Regions from separate parts of the Mus musculus genome. Here all the other regions are linked to region 3. The links are chromatin contacts, called in public Hi-C, HiChIP or PLAC-seq, Micro-C and promoter capture Hi-C maps. All regions are on one chromosome and are shown on one strand. The core of a region is the stretch at or near the end of the contact, and the rest is flanking DNA. Distances in the headings are between cores, read along the strand shown. Region 1 overlaps Sorcs2 (sortilin-related VPS10 domain containing receptor 2). Region 2 overlaps Sorcs2 (sortilin-related VPS10 domain containing receptor 2). Region 3 holds the start of Sorcs2 (sortilin-related VPS10 domain containing receptor 2). Region 4 overlaps Sorcs2 (sortilin-related VPS10 domain containing receptor 2). Region 5 holds the start of Bloc1s4 (biogenesis of lysosomal organelles complex-1, subunit 4, cappuccino). Region 6 overlaps Sorcs2 (sortilin-related VPS10 domain containing receptor 2). Region 7 overlaps Sorcs2 (sortilin-related VPS10 domain containing receptor 2).

Region 1 (3,221 bases), core at 159-2,658, 330 kb after region 3:
GGCTTTGTGTCGTTCAGGCCCCACCTTGTCCTCTGTATCTATCTGTCTACTGGAAACACAGGGACCCTGCCACAGTACAGCTCAGGGTAGCTCAATGCTCATGGTTGCCCTCCTTCCAACTCCCTGCCAACTCAGCTCCCACCTTCTCCTGAGAGGTGACCTGTATGCAGCCTCCCTTGTTCCAGGAATGCCCAGGCCCTGCCTGCTTAGGCCTACTTTCCTGCCCACAATATGACAATGTTCAGTCCTGCTAGGAACTGAAGACCCAGCAGCCTCTGAGGAATGAAACAGGCAAGAGGGTAAATGAAGGTGGAATGGGCCTCAGGTTCCAGACAAAGGCCAGGGGGTGCTGGCTCCCCATTTGTATGACCTTCTGGGAGCCCCTCAGGGACTTGAGCATCATTCCAGCCCCACCATCCCAGTCAGGCAGCTCTGAGGTCCAGGGAGCACAGGCCAACTGTTTGAATAAGACCATTGAGGACAGGCATCTGCCTAAGGTCCCAGGCAGTAAAAGGGAGACAGGAAACCAGGGCAGCTGGCTCAGGGCCCACATTGTACCTGGCTGTGAGCATGAGTCCCTTTCCAGACATGCTCTACCTTCACAGGCTTTCTGCTGCATGCACACACATACACACACATGCACATACATGCACACAAGTACATACATGCACACATACACACACATACACCCATATGCACACACATACACATGAATACACATGCACATACATGTACACACACATGTACACACATACATGTACTTTCATGTCCTTTCTGTCTCAGCATAAATGAACATAAAACTTTGTACTAGCCTTCCAGCCAAGCCACTGCCCTGTCTCCAGTGAGATGCACGGTACAAACACCCGCTTCCCATCCCACCTCCTTATAACTCATGCTGTGCTTGCAAGGATCCAGTTCCCATGTTGGCTTTGAACACTGGCTCCTTATACGTCTGTGCCCTCTGCTCCTGGGAGGAAGTGATGATTTTCCCTCTGTAGCAACCCACTGGAGTACACATCCTGAAACCAGATGGCTGCTGTCAGTCACAGGCCCAACCCTGATGTCCTCTGTGGGAAGCAGAAACTGTCCCTCAAGTCACTCCTTAGAAGTTGAGGCTAAGGTCAGAAAGTGGGGACTGAGGTCAGGAAGTCTGACTTCTCCAGCTCCACAGACATGAAGCCCTCAGGGAGACTGTAGCATTGTCACCTGTCCCAAGCCAGGCTAAGGGGGTCCCAGACCAGCTCATGGATACTCTCTCTCTAGCTAGAGAGAAGCCAGCCCTGGGATATGGGGAAGAACGAATTAACATTCAAGCTGCTATTATCTTGGACAAATCAGACTGGCTCTGCCCACAAGCTTCTCTGGTGGCTTGGGGCTGTGCCTGTTATGTGGGAGAGTCACAGGATGCTTGGCAGCACAGCTGGTTGGATCCTCTCTGGAATGTGGTGACAGACAAGGGACGGCCCCTGTTGTGAGCAATAGATAATGCTGTTTTGACAGCTTTGTCCTTGGATCTGTAGCACAAAGCACCAGGACCTCTGCTCTATCTCAGGCCTGGCTCATTAGCAGTGTTGAAGCTACACAACACACTGGCTCATTAAGGAGATCCTGAGGGGTGTGCAGCAAGGAGCTTGTCTGGATTGTCACCTCCCCTTGGCGGTCAGCAGCCTCAGAGTAAAACAAAGGCAGACCCTGGCTGATGCCTTGTTGTTAGTGAGCAAATGAATGTGTGAATGAATGAATGAATGAATGAGGTGCAGATGAATGAATGAATGAATGAGCAGGTGGATGAATCTTTAAAAGGCCTCCAGAGCACCTGGAATGCCTGCTCCCAGGACCTACCAGTGTGTGTAGCTATTACCTGGGTTCCTGCGGCCTCTATACCAAAAAGGAAGCTTCCTGCCCATGTGTATTCTCTCTCTCTCTCTCTCTCTCTCTCTCTCTCTCTCTCTCTCTCTCTCTCTTTCTCTCTCTCTTTCTCTCCCTCCCTCCTTCTCTTCTTCCTCTTTCTCTTTTCCTTTCCCTTTCCCATTCCCTCCCCTTCCCCACCCCCTCCCCTCACTCTTTAGCTCTTTTCCTGTCTCTCCTATATAAATGAGCACATCTGGGAGTCTGGAAGATGGGGTGTACCAGCTGCAAAAGGTCCCAGCCTGAGTTTCCTGACTCCTTAGCTCTCAGCCCATGTCTTACTGATCTCTATCACCAGAGCTTGATATGGTGCTGGCAGAGTAGGTCCCATTGGCTCCTGGAGATACTGAAGTACTTCTCAGGATATCCTGTGGCTGCCTTCTGGAGGCATAGCACAGGCTTCTCAATAGGGTCCTGGGACACAGACCTCACCAGGAGGGGAACTCTGAAAGGAGTATGAATTCTGGGTCAAACAGACCTGGTGAGAGCTTCAGACCATCTTGTACAGCACCTGTGTCCTTGGGCAAGTCACATAACCCTTGGCCTATGAGATGTAAGGTTTAGCCGTGGCTTAGGAGCGTCTGGTATAGGTTTATAAGGATGATACGGAAGAAAACTGCTCTCACAGAGCCTCTGCCAACACACAGGCTTGGTATAAACTTGGAAGGGATTTTCCCCCCTGCATCCTGTGGTGGGCAACTTGACCAGTCATCTGCCAGATGAAGGAGAGGGCAGCCACTCAGATCCAGACCCTAGTTGGACCTCCAGTGAGCCTGTCAGGGATGTGTGACCATAGGAGTATCTCTAAGCACCTCTGATTGTCTCTCTGTGGGGACTTGGGCCAGCAGTCCCAGCCTGTGTCTCAGCTGGGGCGTGAGACCCCTAGGAAGAAGTGAATCATATAAACAATGTTATAAACAAGTGAGTACGAGCTCCCCCAAGCTTGAGGCAGATTTATCCAGCTTCATCGAGGCTCCCATTTGGACCCTGAAGGTCTAGTGGGGAGGACTGTATCTTCTAGACTCACAAAACAAGATTAGCCCCAGAGCCAGAGAGACTGTGGTCAGTGGAAGCCCAGGGAGAGGTTTTAGCCACCCGTTCACTGATACCATTTTCAACCTCTTCCTTTCCAGGGCTGTGTCTGGGGTGGATGACGACCCAAACTTGGTCCACGTGGAAGCTCAGGACCTCAGTGGAGGTAAGCGGGTCACAGTCACAGGTGCCCCTGAGCTTCCTTGCCCAGTGGTGCCGCTCAGCTGGGCTCTTGTTCACTGGTGTATCCTCCATGGTCAGCCCTGTGCACCGACCTCCCT
Region 2 (3,283 bases), core at 425-2,924, 370 kb after region 3:
ATGGCAAAGGAGAAAGAGCAGAAGAGGAGCCAAGTGTCCTGCCTGTCACCACAGGAGACCAGCATCCCAGAGGAGCTGCTTGTGACTGTGGTAAAGCCAGGGCTGCCCACCATAGCCGACTTGTATGTGCTTCTGCCTCTGCCAAGGCCCACAAGGAAGAGGAGCCTCACAAGTGACAAGGTATGACCATGGCATAGCAGGATTGTGTGGCTGAGGACCCGGAGGGTGGGGGGACGTCACTCCTGACAACCACATTTCTGTGGGGCATCACTTAAAGGTTTAGTTCTTACTATCATGCTGTCTGACCCGGGGTACCACCATCTGCCTGTAGCTCCAAACTCAACAGCATCCAAGGTTAGTGAGATTAGGCAGCTTCCAGGGGGAGAAGGCTAGACTGGGATTGTGTGGATGGTCTCTGTTCTCTTGCATCATTGTCTGGAGCTGTCATGTGACCTCAGCTTCAGTACCAGGAGCACTGGGACATGTGGGTGAGCCCTGTGGGAGACTCTGGCTGCAGGCTACAAGCAAAACAGAATTCAGCACAGGAATTCTAGCACGTCCTCCATGAGGCTCCTTGACCAGGAGCACCTTGGGAACTGTCGTCAGAGAGGTCCCCAGATGCTGAGTGCTGAGTAGCCTGTGGGACAATGGTAGCTTGCTAGGCACTAGGCTGACTGCCTGGTGTTAGTGTGTAGGAATATGTTCAGTGTGAGCCCATAACAAGTGTCCAGATGGAGGCAAAGCCTTCTCTCCTCCAAATGCTGGAATTCTGTGCCTGGCATAGCTTCTGGCTCTGCCCCAGTGGATGTAGCTAAAGTCGGAATCCCAGAGACATAGCCACATGGAAATGAGTGTCAGAGGGCCTCATAATGGGCCCTGGACAGTGACTGATAGGTGGTAAGATACAGATGGTGACGGGCTCTGATGTGTGTCATGAGCCTCACCTACTGGCCATGTTATGGGGAATCTTTTGAGGAGGGCATTGTGCTTGCCACCCCCACCCCCAACTCCCCTCATAGGTAGGATGCCCTGCCCTGTCTCATCTTTGTGAGCTCCCACTTCCTAGAAGCTTCACTGACCAGGGTGGGGGACTTGTGGAGCACTCCAGGTCTTCCAGCTGACACACTGAGACTCTTCTCTCTGTTCTGCGCTGGAATGAGAGCTTGCTGATGGCAGGGCTTCCGGCACCATCAGTGGCTCCTAGTGAACCTGGCTGGTGGGCTTTCATGCCATTCCCTGATAAGGACACTGAGCATCAGCCAGCATCCCTTCCCAGCCCCGAGGGACTCCAGTGGTCCAGGCCTCAGAGCTTTCCTGCCTCCTTTGCTTTCAGAGACTGGCAGCCGTGCAGCAGGCGCTGAACTCTCATAGAATCAGCTTCATCCTTCGAGGAGGGCTTCGTATCCTGGTGGAGCTGAGGGACACAGACACAGGTGACAGACCCGGCTTAGCTCCTCCCTGGAGCAGGGTGGGCATGGGCCCAGGCCTGCGGATGCTAAAAGTGACTGTAGGATTTGAATGGGCTTTTATCTAGCTGCCAGTGACCCTTCTGGCTGGGACATCTCTGGCTAGATGCACCCACCCCTGCACAGCCAGCTCTGGGCCTCACCATCTGGCTTGATCTGTGTGGAAGCAGCTTCCACAACCATCAGGAACCTGCTGATTCATTCAAAACCAGTGCAGAAGGAAGGGGCTGTCCCCTCTGAAGGAAACCCAGCCAAAGTGGGTTATAGTAGGGCTCTGTCAGAAAGGGAGGCCCAAGGCCTCGTGTCGTGTTGTTATCCTTCATAACCTGCTATACACTCAGCCACATGGCAAGGCCTGCTGGACAACATGAGGTAGGCTCATCAGACCCAGGCTGGGGACAACCAGCCCATGGCTGCTCCTCTTGTTCCTCTCCTGTAGGTCCTCAGAGGCCAGGTGGCAGTGGTGGCTACTGGGCCGTGGTGGTCCTCTTTGTCATTGGGCTCTTTGCAGTAGGAGCATTCATCCTCTACAAGTTCAAAAGGTAAGGCCCCTGGCAGCCTTGACATATGGCCCCAGAGGTGGTGGCTTCCACAGGCCATGGAGGAAGGTGGTGTGTGTTCTCCCCTGTACTGTGAGCAGGAAACTCTCAGGCTCCCTTCTGCTCAGCCTGGTCCCCTGCACAGGCCCAGGGCATCTTCTTCAATCACCCTCCGTGGAGGGGATACTGTGCCCTCCAGATAAGGATGCCAGGTCCAAGGAGGCACAGTTCAAGTCCAAGGCCAGTAGGGCCTCCTGGCTTCCCACATCTTGGCTATGGCTGCCACAGGGGCTTCAGTTACCTGAGGGTACCAGAGACTGACTCTAAGGGGTGCTGGGAGACCCTGTGTCTCCTATACAGGGCTTCAGTGTCCTCTTTCCTCTGTGACCTGTCTCACAGTGAACATGGGATAGCTCCAGGGATAATGGAGGCCAGCTATGTCCCTCATCTGCCATGTCTGTGTGCAGAGTGGGGCTGAGAACTGACAGTCCTCTGTGTGGTCTCCAGGGAGGCAGCCTGGAGTAATAGCCATGGGAAGGTACAGGTCCATTCTACAGACACAAGTGCAAGGCTGTTGCTGATAAGCATGGTGGTGCTGCTGAGAGGAAGTCAGCCCACATCCCACACCTCCCTGTGAAACCCACCTGATTCAAGGCCCTGTGCCTATTATTTTTCACCCTCCAGCAGACAACACTCTTGGAACACTCTGCTGTAGAGCAATGTGACAAGACCTCAGACACCTCTGCCCCCACGTACCCAGCATCCTTCATCCTGCAGGGCCAGGACCTAGCTAAGGGGCAGGCAGCCCTTCAGGTGGCTGGCACTGAGTAGACCTGAGATCTGTCCAGATGCTGACCTGCCAGAGGCTTGCCTCAGATAAAGGCTTTCCCCCTCTGAGCCATAGTGTCATTGTCAACAAGAGGGCATGCAAAGGAGGAGACTGCGGTGGGGGTCAGGGGAAGCCAGCTGGGCAGTATTCCTGCCTTGCATGGCTTCAGGATGGTGGCATATGAGCCCTGGGTAGAGGGGCAAGTGGAGGACAAAGCCCTGGGTCTGGGTGTGATCCCCATGACCAAGCAGAGGGAGGCTTCCAGATTTCCGTGTGGGCGGATGTCAAGGTGAGTGCGGGTGCGCCTGTGGACTTGGTCCCATCCTGTGCAGGGCCTGCAGAACTGTGGGTGGTCACTTAGAGGGCAGCAGCATGCTTGCCTGGGGTAGATGGAGCTGGTCCCTGTGGGTGATGTGTCAGCCCCACTCTTCAGATTCCCCAGTAGTAGT
Region 3 (3,267 bases), core at 72-2,571:
AGTTGGTCACATTATCTTCTCGGTTCCTCTCCTTCCCCACCCCCTTCAGCCCCACACTGACAGGCTTCGCTGCCCTTTCTTTGCTAGACCAAATGTCGCCACAGCTGTGCGCCCTTGCCTGGCTTTGGACTTCAGCTCCTGAATTTTTTGGGTTGGAAGTTTACATCAGGGTGCAGCCTGGGCACATTCCACAGGAGGAGGCCTTCTTGGACACGGGGCAGGGGCAGGCGCTCTAGTCCTGCTCAGTGCTTGGCACAGCGGAGCCCTGGCAAAATGACTTGTGCTGAACAGAAATTCCTGGAGGGGGCACTGGAGTTCAACCTTGGGAGCAAGTTCAGCTGTTGTTGCTGGATACTTTGTTCTTTGCTCTACTCTGTTCCCTGGAGTGAAGAGACCCAGCAGGCAGCGGGGCCTTTCAGTGTTGGTCTCCAAGTCTCCCTGTCTCCTAGACCCTGCTCCTGAGAGGATGCCGAGGGGACAAAGCTCAACTGCACTCTTGGCCTTATTTGGGCAGGCACCTGCTTTGTGTTCTGGATGGCAGAGGGGCTGGTAATAATGGCTGCTTTTATTGACATTGAATTAAAGACTTGGTGAGCTCTGGGGCTAGTTTCCTCATGTTCTGTGCTGGCCTACACCTTCTGGCTGGGACCTTGCCTCTCTGTTCTTCTCTCCTTGCTACCGCTACTCAGGTGTAATATGTTCAGGGGCTCCCCCTGGAGGTGGGAGATAAAGCCAGAGTCTGAGGGACTAAATTGGTTTTGGGCGACACCCCAAGGTTCCTGCACTATCCTCAGCTGCCTGGAACATCTTTCAGGTTTTCATGATTCGCAGGCGTCCCCTTGACTCTCTCCAGCAGCGCCCGGAGGAGGCGCCCTCCCCACCTCCGCAGAACGGCTACTCTGGAGTTGTTTGGCCTCTAAGCGGGCTACTTGGGTGTGGCCTGTTTCCCTTTGTTGCACCCTGTTGTGCCCCAAGTGCCTGGAACTCCGGCTGGTCAAGTGTAGACGCCTCGAGAAAGTCAGGGAGGATGAAAAGTGGGTGGGAGAAGAGGAGCGAGGATAAAGTTAGGAGTCACTGGGAAGGAAGGAAGGAAGGAAGGAAGGAAGGAAGGAAGGAAGGAAGGAAGGAAGGAAGGAAGGAAGGAAGGAAGGAAGGAAAGAAGGAAGGGGTCTTGGAGGTGTGACTGCACTCAGGACATCCTGGCCCGGCCTGGCCCAGCCCAGAGCTGCGGTGGCTTGCGCGCGGCCGGCAGGTGGCGGTGCTCCCTTGGCTGCGTGGCGGCGTTGAGTCCCCTCCTCCCGCGCTCCCTCCCTCCCGGCTCCTTTCTCTGCGCTCTTGCTCAAGCTCCCAGCGCCCTCCCGCTCTCCCGGCCGCGGTGTCGTCCGCACCGCCCCGCCGTTACCTACCAGCGACCATGGCGCACCGGGGACCCCCGAGCGCCCCGAAGCGTCCTGGCCCTACTGCGCCGGACCGGAGCTTTCAGGCTCTGCTGCCGCCGTGCTGGCCACGTTCGTGGCCGCTGCTGCTGCTGCTGCTGGTGCTGGTGGCTGCCTGCGGAGCGATGGGGCGCTCCCCCCAGCCCGGGCGCCAGGGTCCCGGTGTGCAGATCACTAGGCTGCTGCCCGCGGGACGCACGGAGTCCGGCGATCGCAAAGATCCACAGGCACGAGAATCAGAACCCAGCGTCCCGGGTCTCGGTCCGGGTTCTGCTTCGGGTCCCAGCACCGATGGCGCCCCAGCTCCGGGCAAGGGGCGCAGGGCTCGGGCGGTGCCGGTGGCCGGTGCGGCTTCGGCTTCGCGCGCACAGGTCTCGCTCATCAGCACGTCGTTCGTGCTCAAGGGAGACGCGACGCACAACCAGGCGATGGTACACTGGACAGGAGAGAACAGCAGCGTAAGTGACCTCCGCACTCACCCCGGCCCTGCCCGGACACCTCGGGATACCCAGGGAGACCACCACAGCCCCCTACTTCCGGACCACCCGCGGTCACTCTGCTGGGCATTCTTGGCTACTTGGGGGACGCGGGTCACCTCGGCGGCGCCCCTACTGGCTTCTGGTTATGGGTTACTTTTGGAAGGGTCCTCGAATTTGTGAGATTCTGTCTCGCTCAGAAGGTTTTTCCGAAGATCTGGAGACCAGAAACACCCCTAGCCTCTAGATCTGGGCTACAGGGAAGGTCCCTAGAGTCGTCAGGATCTGGGCAGCATGGGACAACTCCAGGTCCTTGAGGGCTACCCAGCTCTGCGCCGCGTGGACAGTGGGTGGGTCGCCCACACACTGCACTGCACTCAGCAGCTCCAGAGAACACCTCTGGAATTGCCACCTCTGGCGTCCTTACTACTTCATTTATGCTGACCTCAGGGTCCATGATATCCCTGACAGTTCCATGTCCTGTTCGAAGGTTCTTAATTCTAGGATTGCTCCTCCTAGTGTGCCCCACAGCTGTCTTTGGTCCGAGTGGACCATGGGGTGTTTAATAGTATTTAACGTTCTGTGGTCTTTAGAGCAGTGCGCCAACTCCCTCCCTCCCTTTCTCCCATGCCTCTCCCTCTGCCCGGAGAGCTCCAGCGTCCATCCCGCTCCTGCTCTTCCAGATTTAGGATCCAGCCACTCCCCGTTCCTTTTTTTGGTAGTGCACCTCAAGGGGTTTGTTTTTCCTTGTTAAAGGTCAGAGTCACTCTGTCCCCTCTGGGGAATCTCAGGTGTGTGCACTCCAGGTTTGCAAGCCTTTGCTCTCCAGGGAAGTGTGTTTTCATGAAGAGAGAGAGCCAGGAATCCCTCCTCACTGCCTGTACCACAGTCCACACAGACTCTCCACTCCTCCCCCACCCCACCCCTCAGGAGGTGACTCCACCTCTTTTCCTTGTCTTCCAAGTTTTTTAGGAGACTGCATAGGGCCAGAGTCCCTGCATGCACTGGGAAGTGGAGTGAGCGGGTCTTCTCTTTGGGTTATCAGGTGGACATAATGAAGCTGCAGACACTTTTAAAACACCCCCCCCCCTCCCCGTCTCCTCTCCTCGCACTCTCGGTGACTGCTTGGAGGCTTCCATTTGTACTAGGGAAGGGACCACCATGTAGCCTTGGCTGGCCTAAACTCCAGTCCTGCCAGCCCCTTCCCTACTGGCTGGCTTTGTCCAGGGTGCAGGTGTCTTCACTGGTCCCTAAGCTAATGGCATCTCCAGGAAGACTAGCAGCCCTCAGAGGGCAGAGCTGGTGCTGTGGATGCATCTGGCCAGCAGGGGGCAGTCAGGGTGCTGAACAGAGTA
Region 4 (3,061 bases), core at 122-2,621, 300 kb after region 3:
CTCTCACATGCACTTCCAGTGAGGAAACTGAGGCATGGAGATGTGATGTCAGTCCTGGGGAGACTCGTGCTGTGTGCTTCCTTTTTAGTGGGGGTGGGGGGTGGGGAGATGAGTCCTTAGCTCTCCCTGATACCACTCACTTTGTGAGGTATTATAGATCTGCCCCCTCAGGAAGCTATGGTCGAAACCTGGGGACAGATGAGGCATGGGGGGGAACCTCAGCCTCTGGTTTGGCAGGACTTTGAAGTAGGACTTCCCCACCCACTTTTAGAAGTGACTGTGCAGAGACAGGACAGGAAGCAGGCACAGAGGTAGAGGCTCCTTGTGCCTTCAGGCACTAGAAGCCAGCCCTGCTTCAGGCCCAGATCTGTTACACACACACACACACACACACACACACACACACACACACACACACACACACCTCGTCCAGCCCAGAGCCCACTGCCTCTGCCCCTTTCACATCCTCCTTAGTCCTCCCACCCCCTCCACCCTGTGCCAAGTGAGACCTCTTGATATTGGTGCCTTTTCCAGAAGCTCCACCCTCTTGCTGAGCCTCCCTGCTCTGGGAATATTTGCACAACCCTCCTCTTATGATTCTGTGGCTAGAGATATGGAATCTTAATTTTCTTTGTTGGAAATAAAAGGCAGCACCCCACCGTGGACCCCACATTGGCATTTCTGTAAATTACCGTATTTGGCTCATGTGGCCTTCAAGCCTGGGAATCGGGTCCACGTCCCAGCCTCACAGCCCAAATGGCCCTGGACGCATGAGGCTTGAATGCACTGATACCCACGTCCTGTTAGCAGTTTCTGTTTCTTTGTTTTGAGACAGGATCTCATGTAGCCCAAACTAGCTTTGAGTCTTCTCTGTAGCAGAGGATATCTGTGAGCCTCTTTCTGACCCACCTTGTCTCTGCTTCCCCAATACTGGGATTGGAGTGCACAATCTTCCCCACATCTGGTTTATGCAGCACTGGGGATCTAACCCAGGGCTTGGTGTAAGCTGGACAACCATTCTACCAAATGTGCCGCATCCACAGTCCTCTCCAGGCAGGTGATGACGATGATGATGATGATGGCAGTGGTGGTAGTGGTGGTGGTGGTAATGATGATGATCATCAGTTAGAAAGGCAGCCTGAAGCAACCAAAGCTGGGCTCCATCACAGCTAGGTCCCACGTATAGAAAGCTACCCAGGACAGATAAGAGTCCCTCCTGGCCCCTGTCTCAGCAAGTACCCTAGAAAGCCTGGGTTCCCCACTGTGGACTATGAGATGAACTTGGCCTCAGGCCAGCTGGAATAGAGCAGTCTGATTCAGCTGGTTCCCCTTAGCTCAGCACGGTCTGTGTTCTTGAGAATAACAAGCAGGAAGGGGGTGGGGAGCAAAGTCTAGAACCATCAGAGATCTGCCCTTTACACTGCCGGCGCCTCAGCCTGCTACACTCTCCCTGCTCTGGGAAAGGTCTTGGTAGCATTTCCTCTCTGCTGTCACCTCCTCCAGGTAGCACTCTGGGTGCTTCCAATTCAGACATTCTCTCGCCAACTCTTCCCATGCCCCAAACTCTGGAACCTCTTCCCTTCTGGCCATCCCTGGTGTTTGTAACTTTCCAGGGTGAGCTTCCTGAATGACAGGGACCATGTCCTGCTCTGTGTCCTTGGCCCGCAGCCTAGCATATAAGTAACAGGTTGGCAGTGTTGGGCAGAGTGGCAGCACGGGTGATCGAGGGCTCCTAGGAGAGAGGACAGAAGCAGCCCGGTGATGTGCGATGGGAGATGAGGAGGCTGAGTTTAGAACAGGCTCAGTGGCTTCTCCTTGGAGCTGCTGTGTCTATGTGTCTTAGTTCGGCATCCCACCCTCAGTCTGACACAAAACCCCTCCAGCCCTCTGAGCCAGTGCCACAAGCAAGCCCTGGTCTTTGAGTCTGGCATTGTGCTGCCGCAGTGGGCACTGTCCTTCCCTCCCTTCCCTGACTCTTGTCTGGGCACTGGTGAGTCCTTGACCACAGTGGCCTGCAGGCTGCTGCTTTGTAACTGTGAGGTGGTGATTAGCTCACTAACACCTGCTCTGGACCGGCTCCTCCGGCCCAGGCTAATTTATAGACGTGCTAAGTAGAGCTCAGGGAGTCAGAGGCAATTTTTGAAACTCCAACCGGCATCAAGAGACTGACTTTCAAGATGCTTTTAGGGAAGGCAACTGGGAACTAGCCTGGGAAATTGTGGGGACATGACTTTTAGATGCACACCCACCATGCCACCCATCCCTGTGTATACCCTCCCAAGGTGCATTGCATCATACGGCCAATTAAATGAAAGCATCAAGGAGGAGGGTACAGGACTGTATTCTTCAAAAGCTATGGTCTTCACCTCAGGAGACTGTCTCCTCTCCTCACTCTGGCCCATATATTTTCACTGGGGGTGGGATCTACACGAGTGGATGTACATGGGTGGGGTGTACACAGATGTCTCAAAACTATAGCAAAGCAGCAGAGCTGTCCACTGCTCCTTGTCACAGGTAGAAGATTGTTTCTTCTGTCAGCCTCTCAGAGGGTTTAGAACCCAGAAAGCAGGAATGATAGATTCTGAGGTACTGCCAAGCAAGGGGATGGCAGCCATGATACCAGACCTGGCAGCTGGAACCACGGGGGAGACAGCTCCTTACTTAGTGGTGAAGAATCCAGAAGTAGTAGCAGGTGGTGACCCCCACAAAGCACAAGGCAGGGACCTTGGGTTTCCCTCATTCACTGAGTTCCCAGAAGTTCATAAAGATGACCCCAGCCTTCAATCACACATGCTTGCAGGGGAGAGAGACGAGAAGCAGCACCATCTACCACACACAGTAGAACTAAACTTCACGGGGAGCAGTCCAAGCACCTGAGTGTAGGAAGTGGTGGGCTGCTGGTAGCTGAAGGCTCACTGAGGGATGGGACAATGTTCCAGAGGAATGCCCCCCACCAGACAGACACTGAGGCCTGGGTGCATCACTTAGAGCCTGTGTAACTGAGGTGCAGTTTGCTCCGTCGTCTTCCAGGTGCAGATGAAGTGGTCCAAGGGACAGAGTC
Region 5 (3,153 bases), core at 244-2,743, 350 kb before region 3:
TTAACACCTAACAAAACTCCAACCACCCAGTCTTTTGCAGGATGCGTGTGGGTACCTGCCTGTGTATGAGTATGTCAATAGTAAACAGCCAACACTTTTCCTAACTGTTCCCTATTGGGGATCTGGTTTACGTCTCCTGACAATGGGGTCCAGGCCATTTGGACAAAATACCCACTACAAATCCCATCAAGACAAGGGCATCTCTACTTTATGCCTGTCTTCACTTGACAATGTTGAAGAATAAGGCCCTAAGTTTCCCAAGGACCTGCCAGACTGCATGGGTCTCAGAGACGCCACCTTGGATGTTTCTATGAATATTAAGAATTTATTCCTACCTTGTTTTTGTGTTTGTTTGTTTGTTTTTCTGGTAGCATTGTGATGGAATCCATGCTTGGGTGAGAGTACTTCTTTTGTGAGGAGGCTGAGATGACCACTCGTTAGGTTGACTTTTGTGTTCCACTGTTCTTGCTTTTGCTTACAGTTTATTTTGCTATCGCTGGTAAGGGAAAAGAGGCAGGCTGGAGCCTCACATGGGTGCTGGTGGGTACTACACAGTGGATAGATGTGGGAACAAGTCTAAGAGAGCTGTGAACTTACTGTGAACTACGGATAGGCCATTGTGTGGGATGTTCTTCCCACAAGGTGGCCTTCTAGAAAGAATTACATAAACTGTGATAAGAGGATACGCAAGGACGTGCAGGAAATGCCCTGGCATGTCCCCGTTATCTCTGTGGGAAAGACAAATAGGAGGGATATTCTTGGCTCTTTTCACAAGACCAAAGATGATAACACCAGGTATATTTTCTGTACTTGTATTTGCTAAAACTAATCATAAATGTCACCTCATATTTTGCTTCCTTTAATAATAAAAATGAGAAGTTCTTTGTATTATTCTTGAGCTCAAACACCTGGAGTCCCCCAGTTCCTAGACAGGGCTTTGGAATATCCTTCCATCTACGGAGATTTAGCCTTGGCTGGCTACAGGGCAGGTGGAGCAACAGAGGTAACCTGCTGTGACGGTATGGACAGCCTCAGCTCTGCTTCAATGTATTTCTCTGACACTATCATTTGTCAATTTACCACCAATCTACCTATCATTCCATTATCTATTGATCTGTCTGTCTGTCTGAGACAGAGCCTCACTACAGGACCCTTGGTGGCGTGAAACTGGCCAGGCTGGCCTTGAATTTAAGAGATTTGTCTGCCTCTGACTCCTGAGTGTTGCTACCAAAGGCCTGTGCCACTGGTCTAATCTATTTGTCATCTATTATCTATCTGCCATCTACCCATCTTTCTATCTATCCTCTAATCGTCTGTCACCCTCTTTGGATTACTAACTTGTGCAAACTCTGCTGGCACACACTACGAACGCACCGACAAGCCAGCCAGAAGCACTGCGGGCTCTCTGGGCATGTGGATAGTAGGCTTGGCTACTTGTTAGGGGCGTGACGTCTTTAGGAGGCGCCGGAAGCAGGCATCTCAGACCGTAACGCAATCGCTCAGCACCGGAAGCGGCCGAGCGGGCCATGGAGGAAGGACCCGCCGTCGGAACCCTGTCTCGAGAGGTCTCTACCGAGGAGGCCGAGCCGTTGGGCGCCGCGTGGAGCGGGGACAGCGGCCACGTCTCGCAGAGCCACAGCAGCGCGTCCGGGCCGTGGGACGATGACGGCCCCGAGGACGCGCCGGGCCGCGACCTGCCGCTGCTGCGCCGCGCCGCCTCGGGCTACGCCTCCAGCCTGCTGCCCAGCGCGGGACCGAGGCCAGAGGTGGAGGCGCTGGACGCCAGCCTGGAGGAGCTGCTGGCCAAGGTGGACGAGTTCGTGGGCATGCTGGACATGATCCGCGGGGACTCGTCGCATGTGGTGGGCGAGGGCGTGCCCCGGATCCACGCTAAGGCGGCCGAGATGAGGCGCATCTACGGCCGGATCGACAAGCTGGAGGCCTTCGTGCGGATGATCGGGAGCAGCGTGGCCAGGATGGAGGAGCAGGTCGCCAAGGCCGAAGCCGAGCTGGGGACCTTCCCGCGGGCCTTCCGGAGGCTGCTGCATACCATCAGCGTCCCCGCTCTCTTCAGGTCGGCGCCCAGCGGGCCCCAGCGCGCGGCGTACGAGCCGCCAGTCCTGTTTCGGACCGAGGACCACTTCCCTGGCTGCGGTGACAGACCGCAGCTCTGAGCGTGTGCGCCTCCACCGCATGAGGACTCCAGCGAGACTCTTGTCCCAAGTGTTAAGAAATCCTGTGAACTGGCGTATGTGATGCCGGGATGTGAAAGGTTAAAGTTTATTTTCTGCAAACGACTTGACATCGTCAGTATTCGATGCCAAGAGTGTAGGTCTCTATGTCTTCCAGTTCGGATTCGAAAGCTCTTTGGTGGGGACCTGGGGAAGCCAACTGAATTAATTTATCGGTGCAATACGGCAGAGCTGTTATTTTTATGGCCTTTATTACAGTGAACAGTGTTTCCTTGTTAAGATTTATATATTTATATGATCAAAAGTGCCCAAGAAATTAAAGCTGTATTATTAAATCCTAACAGTGGTTCAGTTTTCTGTAGCCTTCTGGGATAGATAGTAAATTGTTTTGTATTATATTCAATTTTCTATGGTGTAGACTGTAAGCCAAAGGAAAGAAGACAGTTTCTTAAGATAGCAAACTGGGCGTTTTGTTGCAGGGAGTCCTGAAGTTGTATTTGACAGTTTGACTGGAAGCTTAGTTTATCAAAGCAAGAATATTAATGTATGGTTGTCAGTGTTCTATTTATAGCACATCAATTAAAATGTTAAATTTCTTTGGCAGAGATTTCCTTCTGGAGATTATTTACCATAGTTTGTTTGGAAATGAGCCTGTCGTTCATGTTTTTAGTAGTGGGGTAAGAAAAGGCAACTTCCTTCTTTGGAAGGTTTGTGTGAAGAGCCAACCTCGCTGCTCTTCTCACAGTTCTGCGGTTCTTCCCCCGAGTCTCGTTGAGCAGAAGGGTTTTGTTCTTTCACTTTGGGGCACACGGGTCCCTTACCAACAAACTACTATTTCCTAAGTTGGTTCTCCCAGGTAGTACTCAGCTGAGTCTCTTGCTGTCTGTCAGGGTAAAGTCGGTAATGGAACCAGATGTGATAGCACACATTTGCAATCCCAGCACTCAGGAGTCGGAGGCAG
Region 6 (3,044 bases), core at 92-2,591, 270 kb after region 3:
GAGAGAAGGTCTCTCTCTGAACCTGGCGTTTACCATTCCCCCTACGGTAGTGGCCAGCAGGCCCCCATTGCATTTATCTCTCTGACCCCAAACTATTGCTGGGATGGCAGGCATGTGGCCACTCCCAACATTTTATATGGACACCAGGGATTCAAACCTAGGTCTTCATGCAACTGCTTTTCCCCACTGAGCCTCCTTCCCCGACTGCCATGTGCCTCTTTCAGAGGTCTAACTCTTAACATCCATTTTATATTTATAGAATAACAGTGACAGCAGTGTAGAAAGTGGTCATGTGTCTATCCCAGTGTCTCAAAGTACTTGGTCCTGACTCCTGTGATTAACTGAAGCCTCAGTTAGATGCCCTGGCTTTGGCCAGAGTGCCTATCTTCATTTGTGGGCACTGCATTGTGGCCACTCTCTGTCTTCTAAAGCTTTACTAGGGCATGCCAGATTTTTGACTTTCTTTCTTGATGACTGACCCTTGATAACCTCGAGTGTGGGACCAGGGTGTCTTGCAGTGTCCCTCACTGAGGACTTGTTATGACTTAAATGCCATTGTCTTCAGGGTATTCCTCTGATGATGCTGACCTTGGTCCCTGGCCTGAGCAGGTGCCTGCCATGTTTCTCCATGATAAATGTGACTCCTTTGGGTACCACACTTCCTGTTAGGAAGTCCAGCTGCACAGTTCCTGTGTAGGTAATGCTCCCGCAGCGGGGGAAGGGTCTGTAGAGCCGATGTAAAGACAGGCCCATCTCTCCTCCCTCATTATTTACTCTTTCAATCAGCTGTTTACATGAGGGTGGGCTCATGAATATTTATCTCCTCCTCAGCTGTAATCCAATAATGCTTTATTTATTTTATTGTTTAAATCACCCTAGCGCTTGCTGTGGGGAGCTCTGTCAGCTGGCTCTTGGTCCCTGTGAACAGATGCCTGTCGTTATGAGCCTTATTCTGGCTTTGAGCACACTTCTGCATTTGCTGGCACCACACCGTTGCTCTGGGCTCACTGTGTCAACTGCCTGCCAAGTCCAGAATTGGCCATTCCTCTGAAGTGCTTCAGTCCCTGTTACTAAAAAATAGAGCTAGAACCCGAGATCCACATGTGAGATGACATGCTTAGTGTCACACTGCGTCAGAGTCAGGGCAACTTGCTCTCACAATGCTCTTAGCATCTCAACACCCCTGAGCCACCCAAAGCAAAAAGCAACAACAAAACAAAGGAATGAATAAGTAAATAAACAAACAAAACCCTTCCAGGTGCCTTGAGCATTACTGGACTGTGTAGAATGAGCTAGAGGGCTATGAAGGGGTAGGTCTCAGAAGCAGGAAGCCACTGTAGCTCAGAGCTTGCCTCACAGACGGTGCATCTGGCAGATCCCCCATGGACCTCATGTTTCTTGTTGAGGCCCGCATCTGTGATGCCCTGGCATCAACAGCTGTGGCTGATGAGCCAAAGGGTCCTAGGATGCGGTTCAGGTTTCTAAAGAGTATTCAAGAACAAAGTCTCCTTGCAACTTCTGCAGGAAAGTTACAGGTCAAAATACCCAGTCTGTGTGTGTGTGTGTGTGTGTGTGTGTGTGTGTGTGTGATGACTGCTATCCCAGCAGGGAGTGGGCTGGGATACAGGGAAGATGTAGTCCTCACTCCATCTTTCCTGTTGTGATGACATGATGTGAGCCAGGGTGCCAGCTGGCTCCAACAGGCTTTCTCGATCTCTGACAGCATTTGGGAGAAAGAGAAACTGTGTCCAAGAATCACCAAGAAGGGGCCACCTCATCACATCCATGTCATGACAGATGCTTCCACCCCCTCACCCCGAGGATCTGCTGCTCAAGAAGGGGCTACTACCACCAGCTTGGCATTGGGAGCTGCAGCCTTCAGCCTTCCCAGAGTAAAGAAACCCTTAGATCAGTGGTTCTCAACCTTCCTAATGCTGCAGCCCTTTAATACAGTTCCTCATGTTGTGGGATGCCCAACCATAATAACTTCATGGTTATTTTTGTTGCTACTTCAACATTGTAATTTTACCACTGTTATGACTGTAATATAAATATCTGATATGTCTCCCCTGTGAAAGAGTCCCCCAGAAAGGTCACAACCAACAGGTTGAGAACCACTGCTCTAGAGAATGTAGCAATGGCTGGGATCAGTCTAGAAGCTGACCCCCTGAGTCCTCTTACCTGTATTCAGTGCCTTCTTGGCCCCAGCCACTCACCCTGCATCTTGCTCCAACGTCCCCCTTCTGCCGGCTCGGCATTGCTCCTCAGATTCCAGCTCCTTTCCAAGGAGCTCTGTCTCCTCCACTATCGCTGTCGCATAGATGCTGAGCTCATCAGAGTCCCTGCTGCAGAGCCAATCCTCCTCAATGTCCCCCGAGCCCACCCTCTGCCACCAGGTATCAGGGAGGGGACCTTCACTGTACTTCACCACCCATCCACTCCCCAAGACCTGGCCTCGCTGGCCTGTTTGCCATTCTGGGAGGCTTCTGGTATGTGATGTACTGAGCTTAGGGAGGAGAATAGTGTGAAGCCGCCTCTGTGAAGAAATTGTAATCTGGGGCCAGCCCCACACTCCTGTCCTCTAGTGCTTCTGGTTGGGCTGGGGTAGCCGCAAAATAAGGGAGCAACACAGGGTCTGTACTTCTTGCCAGTGTCACCCAAGTCACGAGCACACAGTCCCTGTGCCCCAGTGTACACCACTGAAACATGTGTGCTTAAGTTTGGCATCCAGGCATGTATTATCCTCAGGAATTCATGGGAGTGGTGGTTGCTGGGGGCGGGGGTGGGGAGAGGTGACATTCTAGGCAGTGGATTCTGGAGTCAATGACAGCAGCTGCAGACGGCTACCATAAGGGGAAAGCCTCAGGGACACTGAATGATATGGGAGGGACTCTCAGCCTACACCCTCAGAGCTCCCCAGGGAGCCTGGGAGCCTCACTTGAGAGTCAGTGTTGCAAGGCTCAGCTCTGCAGGATTCCCTGGGCTGCATGCTCCAGGCCACATTCACACCACACATGTCTGTGCACACATATGTGGAGTTGCTC
Region 7 (3,278 bases), core at 575-3,074, 360 kb after region 3:
CATGGATATTTAGGAGGCAGAGCTAGGAAACATCCAGGCAGCCAGTATCACTTTAGTCTGAAAAGAGAGAGAGAAAGAGAGAGAGAGAGAGAGAGAGAGAGAGAGAGAGAGAGAGAGAGAGAGAGAGAGGAAGAAAGAAAGGAAGGAAGGAAGGAAGGAAAGAAAGAAAGAAAGAAAGAAAGAAAGAAAGAAAGAAAGGAAGGAAGGAAGGGAAGGAAAGAAAGAAAGAAAGAAAGAAAGAAAGAAAGAAAGAAAGAGAGAGAGAGAGAGAGAGAGAGAGAGAGAGAGAAAGAAAGAGAAGAGAAGAGAAGAGAAGAGAAGAGAAGAGAAGAGAAGAGAAAAGAAAAGAAAAGAAAAGAAAAGAAAAGAAAAGAAAAGAAAAGAAAAGAAAAGAAAAGATAGCTGTGTGTCCTGGGAGGTAATATCTCTGTAATATTAACATGTCACTGACAGAGGAACCCTGAGCTGTGATCAAGCCTTGCATGCTATTCCTGGATGTTTCTAAGGCTCGGCTGTCCCTGCTATTCATGGGGCACAGTGCCTATGTGGTACCAGTCCTTCTCATTGCTGATTAGTCAAGGATGCCATGTGGCTGGCAGGTGGTCTTACCGGAGAGAGGGGGGATGTGGTCTAGCTGTGGCCTAGGTGTTGAGCTGTCCCAGAACTGGTCTCTGGTGGATAGGAGTCAGGCATGGGAGGTAGAACATCTTAGAAAGGAGTAAGACCATGCCGCTCTGTGGACACTGGTGGCCTTTAACAGGTTCAGCGTGGATGAGGGCCACACGTGGAGCACACACAACTTCACCAGCACCTCAGTGTTCGTGGATGGGTTGCTGAGCGAGCCAGGGGATGAGACGCTGGTCATGACGTGAGTGTGGAAGGGGACGTGGGTGAAACAGGCACATCTGATGTGAGGAAGACCACAGCACTGCCCACAGCACTGGGTGGGGGGGTGGGGTCAGAGCCACTCCCAGGAGGTGACCTCATACTGGGCCTCTGCTTCCTGCTACTAGGCCAGTGGCTCCTCCTCTCACCCTGGCTAGCAGGCACATCTGCTGCCTGCACTGGCCAGTGACAGCCAGGAAAAAAGCTGGGGAGGTGATGTAGCCTGCATGCCTCTCCCCACTCAGGGCCCCAGGGAGCATTCATAGAGTCCCATGAAGTGTCCAGAGAGCCCCATGGAGCATCCGTGACCCCTACAGAACCCCACAGAGCATCCCAGTACCTCCATGGAGTGACCACAGCCCCCTGGAATCCATACAGAATGTCCATGACCCCCCCCCCAGAAGCAGATGTAGTTCCTTCCACAGTCAGGCTGCAGTGAGAAAGCCCACTGTGGTGATGACCTCTCATCCTCCTTTCTGGGTGGCTAGCAGAAAGCCAGGGCAAGTCCTACTACAGGACACAAGTAGTATGTGTATCCCAGAAGAGCTGAGCACCAGGCATGGAAGGCTGAGATAGTCCCAGTCACCCTCTATTTAGCAGCTTGGGAGGCAAGCAGGTTGTTCTTGGTCAGGTGCTCCATGATGCTGTGGCCTTCAATGACCCTGCAGGGGATAGGGGTGGGGGCTCATGCTTCCCCAGTCTGTGTGAACTGTCTGTGTGAAGGCTGTGGTGTGGGACAGCAGGGGAGGTCAGGGCTATGGTGCTTGGTATTTGTCAAGAAAAGCAGGTGAGGAAGTCTGGGCTGGGGCAGACTCAACCTGGTTCCTTGGCCTCTTTACAAGGAGGCTGAACAGTTTGCTGGACTAAACCTGCAAAGCAAGGGCTAGCAACAAAGGCGACAGCCCTCACAGGGCTCTCAGAGCTCCAGCAAGCTGGCAGGGTTCCCAGCCTCCGCTTTCCCCAGCCCGGCCCCACCACAGGGCCATCTCTGCCCTGAGCACATCCCCTCCCCTCCTCCACCTCACTTCATCTTGTAGTCTGCATTTTGTGGCTGCTTTGGGACATTCGTGCTTTGTGCAGCCAAGGTCCTCAGATCCGGGTCTGGTCCCAAATGCAGCTTTCATCCCTGCAGCCGGCATTCATCTGGAGAAAGCTGCAAAGTTCACAGGCAGGCGCGTTCATGTTTTAAGTTTTTAAACAGCGCCACAAGGTTCCTACGAAGCCTTTCACAAGGCTGCATCTTCAAACAGCTTCCAATTTCAGTGGGCATGGAGATCATTCACGTGACACAGGCTGGCAGAATGAAAAACTTTTCTGTCTGAGCTTAGGACAGAGCCCCACCCTTATGGAACCTTTATCTTCATCCACCCAGAGGTCACATCTAAGCTGCCCAGTTACCTTGTCAGGACATTGTTCCCAGCACTGCCCACAGCACAGCACAGGACAGAGGGTCCCAGCCTTGGGCTGTACTATGAGGGCTTTCAGCCTAGCAGGGCTACAGGCCATCCCTAGGGCGGAGCCAGTAATACATTCTACAGCATGGCCCACATTTCCTGCTCTCTGCCAAGTAGTCAGTGGCCCTTTGGCCTATCCTGCTAGAACCGTTCAACTAGATAAGAGATGCCCACAGTAGGAACTAAGGTTTCTTTACAGACAGGAACTGGCATACAGAGATGGGATTAGCTGGACCAACTTGCTTCTCTGCTTGAGCTCAGAATGTAGAGTATGGGACATTCCCATACAGGAGATGCTCGGCTATCACACTCAGGCTAATTGGCCATGGTGAAGGCCAAGCCTCACAATTGTGAGCTGCCAACCCATGTATCACCCTGGGTGGGGCCCTTCCTTAGTCTTGTTCCCCTCTGAAATCTGGGGCGATCAGCATACATTCCTCACAGGATACGGTGAGCCCTAAGGAGATGGACAGAAATGTGGGAACCCCTCTCTCTAGCTGCCTGTCAAGGTGACAATGAGCTCTGACAAGAGGAACACCCATCTGAACAGCAGGTTTTCCGAGACAAGGCCACCCATGGTCTGCAGGACAGTTGGATGGGAGGAGCCAAAGCCAGTGTGCAACGCTGGTCTCAGACCAAGCTGAGCACGCCTAGCCTCCATGCATCATGGTGCTTCCTGTGCGGCTGGCCGCCCTCTGTCCCTTTCTCTGCTCAGTGGGATGCATTGCGCTGTCTGTCATGGGACCCTTTCATTCACTGTCCAAGCCTTACAGTGACTTATCTCTCTGGAGTGCCAGCCCTGCCTGGAACCAATCCCATGGTAGGCAGAGGCAGGCTGGCAGAAAGGCAAGGAGACATCAGATAATACGAGACTTGGCTCCTGCTCACCCAAAGCAAGTGTCTGGTGTGTAGGCTATGGAAAGGTCTGTGGCAGCCAAG

What was found. Promoter capture Hi-C pulls out the DNA fragments that hold promoters and counts their contacts. HiChIP or PLAC-seq counts read pairs in DNA pulled down with a chosen protein or histone mark. A called contact is a pair of places that touch in the nucleus more often than the background predicts.
Region 1: a Micro-C map of muscle stem cells shows a contact between it and region 3, with 7 times the contacts expected there. The contact joins the enhancer-like site here to the promoter of Sorcs2 in region 3. A contact is called at or near these places in 18 of 39 promoter capture datasets (the 3T3-L1 cell line, 3T3-L1-derived adipocytes, the C10 cell line and 9 more), 2 of 15 datasets of contacts at CTCF or cohesin (the NIH/3T3 cell line and large pre-B cells), 4 of 484 Hi-C or Micro-C datasets (the 3T3-L1 cell line, 3T3-L1-derived adipocytes, embryonic fibroblasts and 1 more) and 9 of 115 datasets of contacts at active chromatin or transcription factors (VIP interneurons, embryonic basal ganglia, embryonic forebrain and 6 more).
Region 2: a promoter capture Hi-C map of hippocampal neurons shows a contact between it and region 3, with 28 times the contacts expected there. The contact joins the enhancer-like site here to the promoter of Sorcs2 in region 3. A contact is called at or near these places in 24 of 39 promoter capture datasets (the 3T3-L1 cell line, 3T3-L1-derived adipocytes, the C10 cell line and 16 more), 10 of 15 datasets of contacts at CTCF or cohesin (the NIH/3T3 cell line, embryonic stem cells, hippocampal excitatory neurons and 4 more), 221 of 484 Hi-C or Micro-C datasets (the 63-12 cell line, the AML12 cell line, B cells and 111 more), 33 of 115 datasets of contacts at active chromatin or transcription factors (PVALB interneurons, SST interneurons, Th17 cells and 21 more) and 5 of 9 other capture datasets (adipose tissue, embryonic stem cells, embryonic tail and 2 more).
Region 4: a contact with region 3 is called in a CTCF HiChIP or PLAC-seq map of pro-B cells, with 5 times the contacts expected there. The contact joins the enhancer-like site here to the promoter of Sorcs2 in region 3. A contact is called at or near these places in 9 of 39 promoter capture datasets (3T3-L1-derived adipocytes, the C10 cell line, cranial neural crest and 5 more), 2 of 15 datasets of contacts at CTCF or cohesin (large pre-B cells and pro-B cells), 2 of 484 Hi-C or Micro-C datasets (CD4 T cells and the HL-1 cell line), 16 of 115 datasets of contacts at active chromatin or transcription factors (craniofacial prominence, double positive thymocytes, embryonic fibroblasts and 11 more) and 2 of 9 other capture datasets (adipose tissue and embryonic stem cells).
Region 5: a promoter capture Hi-C map of pre-B cells shows a contact between it and region 3, with 5 times the contacts expected there. The contact joins the promoter of Bloc1s4 here to the promoter of Sorcs2 in region 3. A contact is called at or near these places in 5 of 39 promoter capture datasets (the C10 cell line, embryonic stem cells, hippocampal neurons and 2 more), 1 of 15 datasets of contacts at CTCF or cohesin (embryonic stem cells), 6 of 484 Hi-C or Micro-C datasets (cortical neurons, embryonic fibroblasts, embryonic stem cells and 1 more) and 5 of 115 datasets of contacts at active chromatin or transcription factors (the 230-238 cell line, embryonic stem cells, large pre-B cells and 2 more).
Region 6: a promoter capture Hi-C map of hippocampal neurons shows a contact between it and region 3, with 10 times the contacts expected there. The contact joins the enhancer-like site here to the promoter of Sorcs2 in region 3. A contact is called at or near these places in 17 of 39 promoter capture datasets (the 3T3-L1 cell line, the C10 cell line, the SN4741 cell line and 8 more), 6 of 15 datasets of contacts at CTCF or cohesin (the NIH/3T3 cell line, embryonic stem cells, large pre-B cells and 2 more), 94 of 484 Hi-C or Micro-C datasets (the 3T3-L1 cell line, the AML12 cell line, B cells and 48 more), 24 of 115 datasets of contacts at active chromatin or transcription factors (Th17 cells, VIP interneurons, astrocytes and 15 more) and 3 of 9 other capture datasets (adipose tissue, liver and pancreatic islet).
Region 7: a contact with region 3 is called in a Hi-C map of embryonic fibroblasts, with 30 times the contacts expected there. The contact joins the enhancer-like site here to the promoter of Sorcs2 in region 3. A contact is called at or near these places in 24 of 39 promoter capture datasets (the 3T3-L1 cell line, 3T3-L1-derived adipocytes, the C10 cell line and 14 more), 11 of 15 datasets of contacts at CTCF or cohesin (the NIH/3T3 cell line, embryonic stem cells, hippocampal excitatory neurons and 4 more), 216 of 484 Hi-C or Micro-C datasets (the 63-12 cell line, the AML12 cell line, B cells and 109 more), 33 of 115 datasets of contacts at active chromatin or transcription factors (PVALB interneurons, SST interneurons, Th17 cells and 21 more) and 5 of 9 other capture datasets (adipose tissue, embryonic stem cells, embryonic tail and 2 more).

Annotation. Positions count from the first base shown.
Region 1 is chr5:36,067,973-36,071,193 of GRCm38.p6, reverse strand. Sorcs2 (sortilin-related VPS10 domain containing receptor 2) reads left to right here. Exons shown (of 27, transcript NM_030889.2): 6 at 3,042-3,106. Among named protein-coding and RNA genes, the nearest start is that of Gm52811, 15 kb to the left of the region's middle. Within about 2 kb of position 1,408, at least 62 of the 459 cell types and tissues checked have an H3K27ac peak or open chromatin away from gene starts, as enhancers often do. A contact at or near this core is called in VIP interneurons, embryonic fibroblasts and muscle stem cells, where this site is marked.
Region 2 is chr5:36,022,717-36,025,999 of GRCm38.p6, reverse strand. Sorcs2 (sortilin-related VPS10 domain containing receptor 2) reads left to right here. Exons shown (of 27, transcript NM_030889.2): 23 at 55-180; 24 at 1,334-1,433; 25 at 1,906-2,008. Among named protein-coding and RNA genes, the nearest start is that of Gm52811, 61 kb to the left of the region's middle. Within about 2 kb of position 1,674, at least 9 of the 459 cell types and tissues checked have an H3K27ac peak or open chromatin away from gene starts, as enhancers often do. A contact at or near this core is called in the CH12 cell line, Th17 cells, VIP interneurons and 2 more, where this site is marked.
Region 3 is chr5:36,396,193-36,399,459 of GRCm38.p6, reverse strand. It overlaps Sorcs2 (sortilin-related VPS10 domain containing receptor 2), which reads left to right and starts at 1,321. Exons shown (of 27, transcript NM_030889.2): 1 at 1,321-1,894. The coding sequence starts at 1,415.
Region 4 is chr5:36,098,136-36,101,196 of GRCm38.p6, reverse strand. All of the region lies in intron 3 of Sorcs2 (sortilin-related VPS10 domain containing receptor 2), which reads left to right. Among named protein-coding and RNA genes, the nearest start is that of Gm52811, 15 kb to the right of the region's middle. Within about 2 kb of position 1,371, at least 15 of the 459 cell types and tissues checked have an H3K27ac peak or open chromatin away from gene starts, as enhancers often do. A contact at or near this core is called in pro-B cells, where this site is marked.
Region 5 is chr5:36,747,019-36,750,171 of GRCm38.p6, reverse strand. Bloc1s4 (biogenesis of lysosomal organelles complex-1, subunit 4, cappuccino) reads left to right here and starts at 1,493. Exons shown (of 1, transcript NM_133724.3): 1 at 1,493-2,798. The coding sequence starts at 1,527. The coding sequence ends at 2,174.
Region 6 is chr5:36,128,533-36,131,576 of GRCm38.p6, reverse strand. The region is part of intron 3 of Sorcs2 (sortilin-related VPS10 domain containing receptor 2); the gene reads left to right. Among named protein-coding and RNA genes, the nearest start is that of Gm52810, 16 kb to the left of the region's middle. Within about 2 kb of position 1,341, at least 37 of the 459 cell types and tissues checked have an H3K27ac peak or open chromatin away from gene starts, as enhancers often do. A contact at or near this core is called in VIP interneurons, cerebellum, cortical glia and 8 more, where this site is marked.
Region 7 is chr5:36,039,682-36,042,959 of GRCm38.p6, reverse strand. Sorcs2 (sortilin-related VPS10 domain containing receptor 2) reads left to right here. Exons shown (of 27, transcript NM_030889.2): 14 at 761-868. Among named protein-coding and RNA genes, the nearest start is that of Gm52811, 44 kb to the left of the region's middle. Within about 2 kb of position 1,824, at least 59 of the 459 cell types and tissues checked have an H3K27ac peak or open chromatin away from gene starts, as enhancers often do. A contact at or near this core is called in the C2C12 cell line, CD8 T cells, the HL-1 cell line and 17 more, where this site is marked.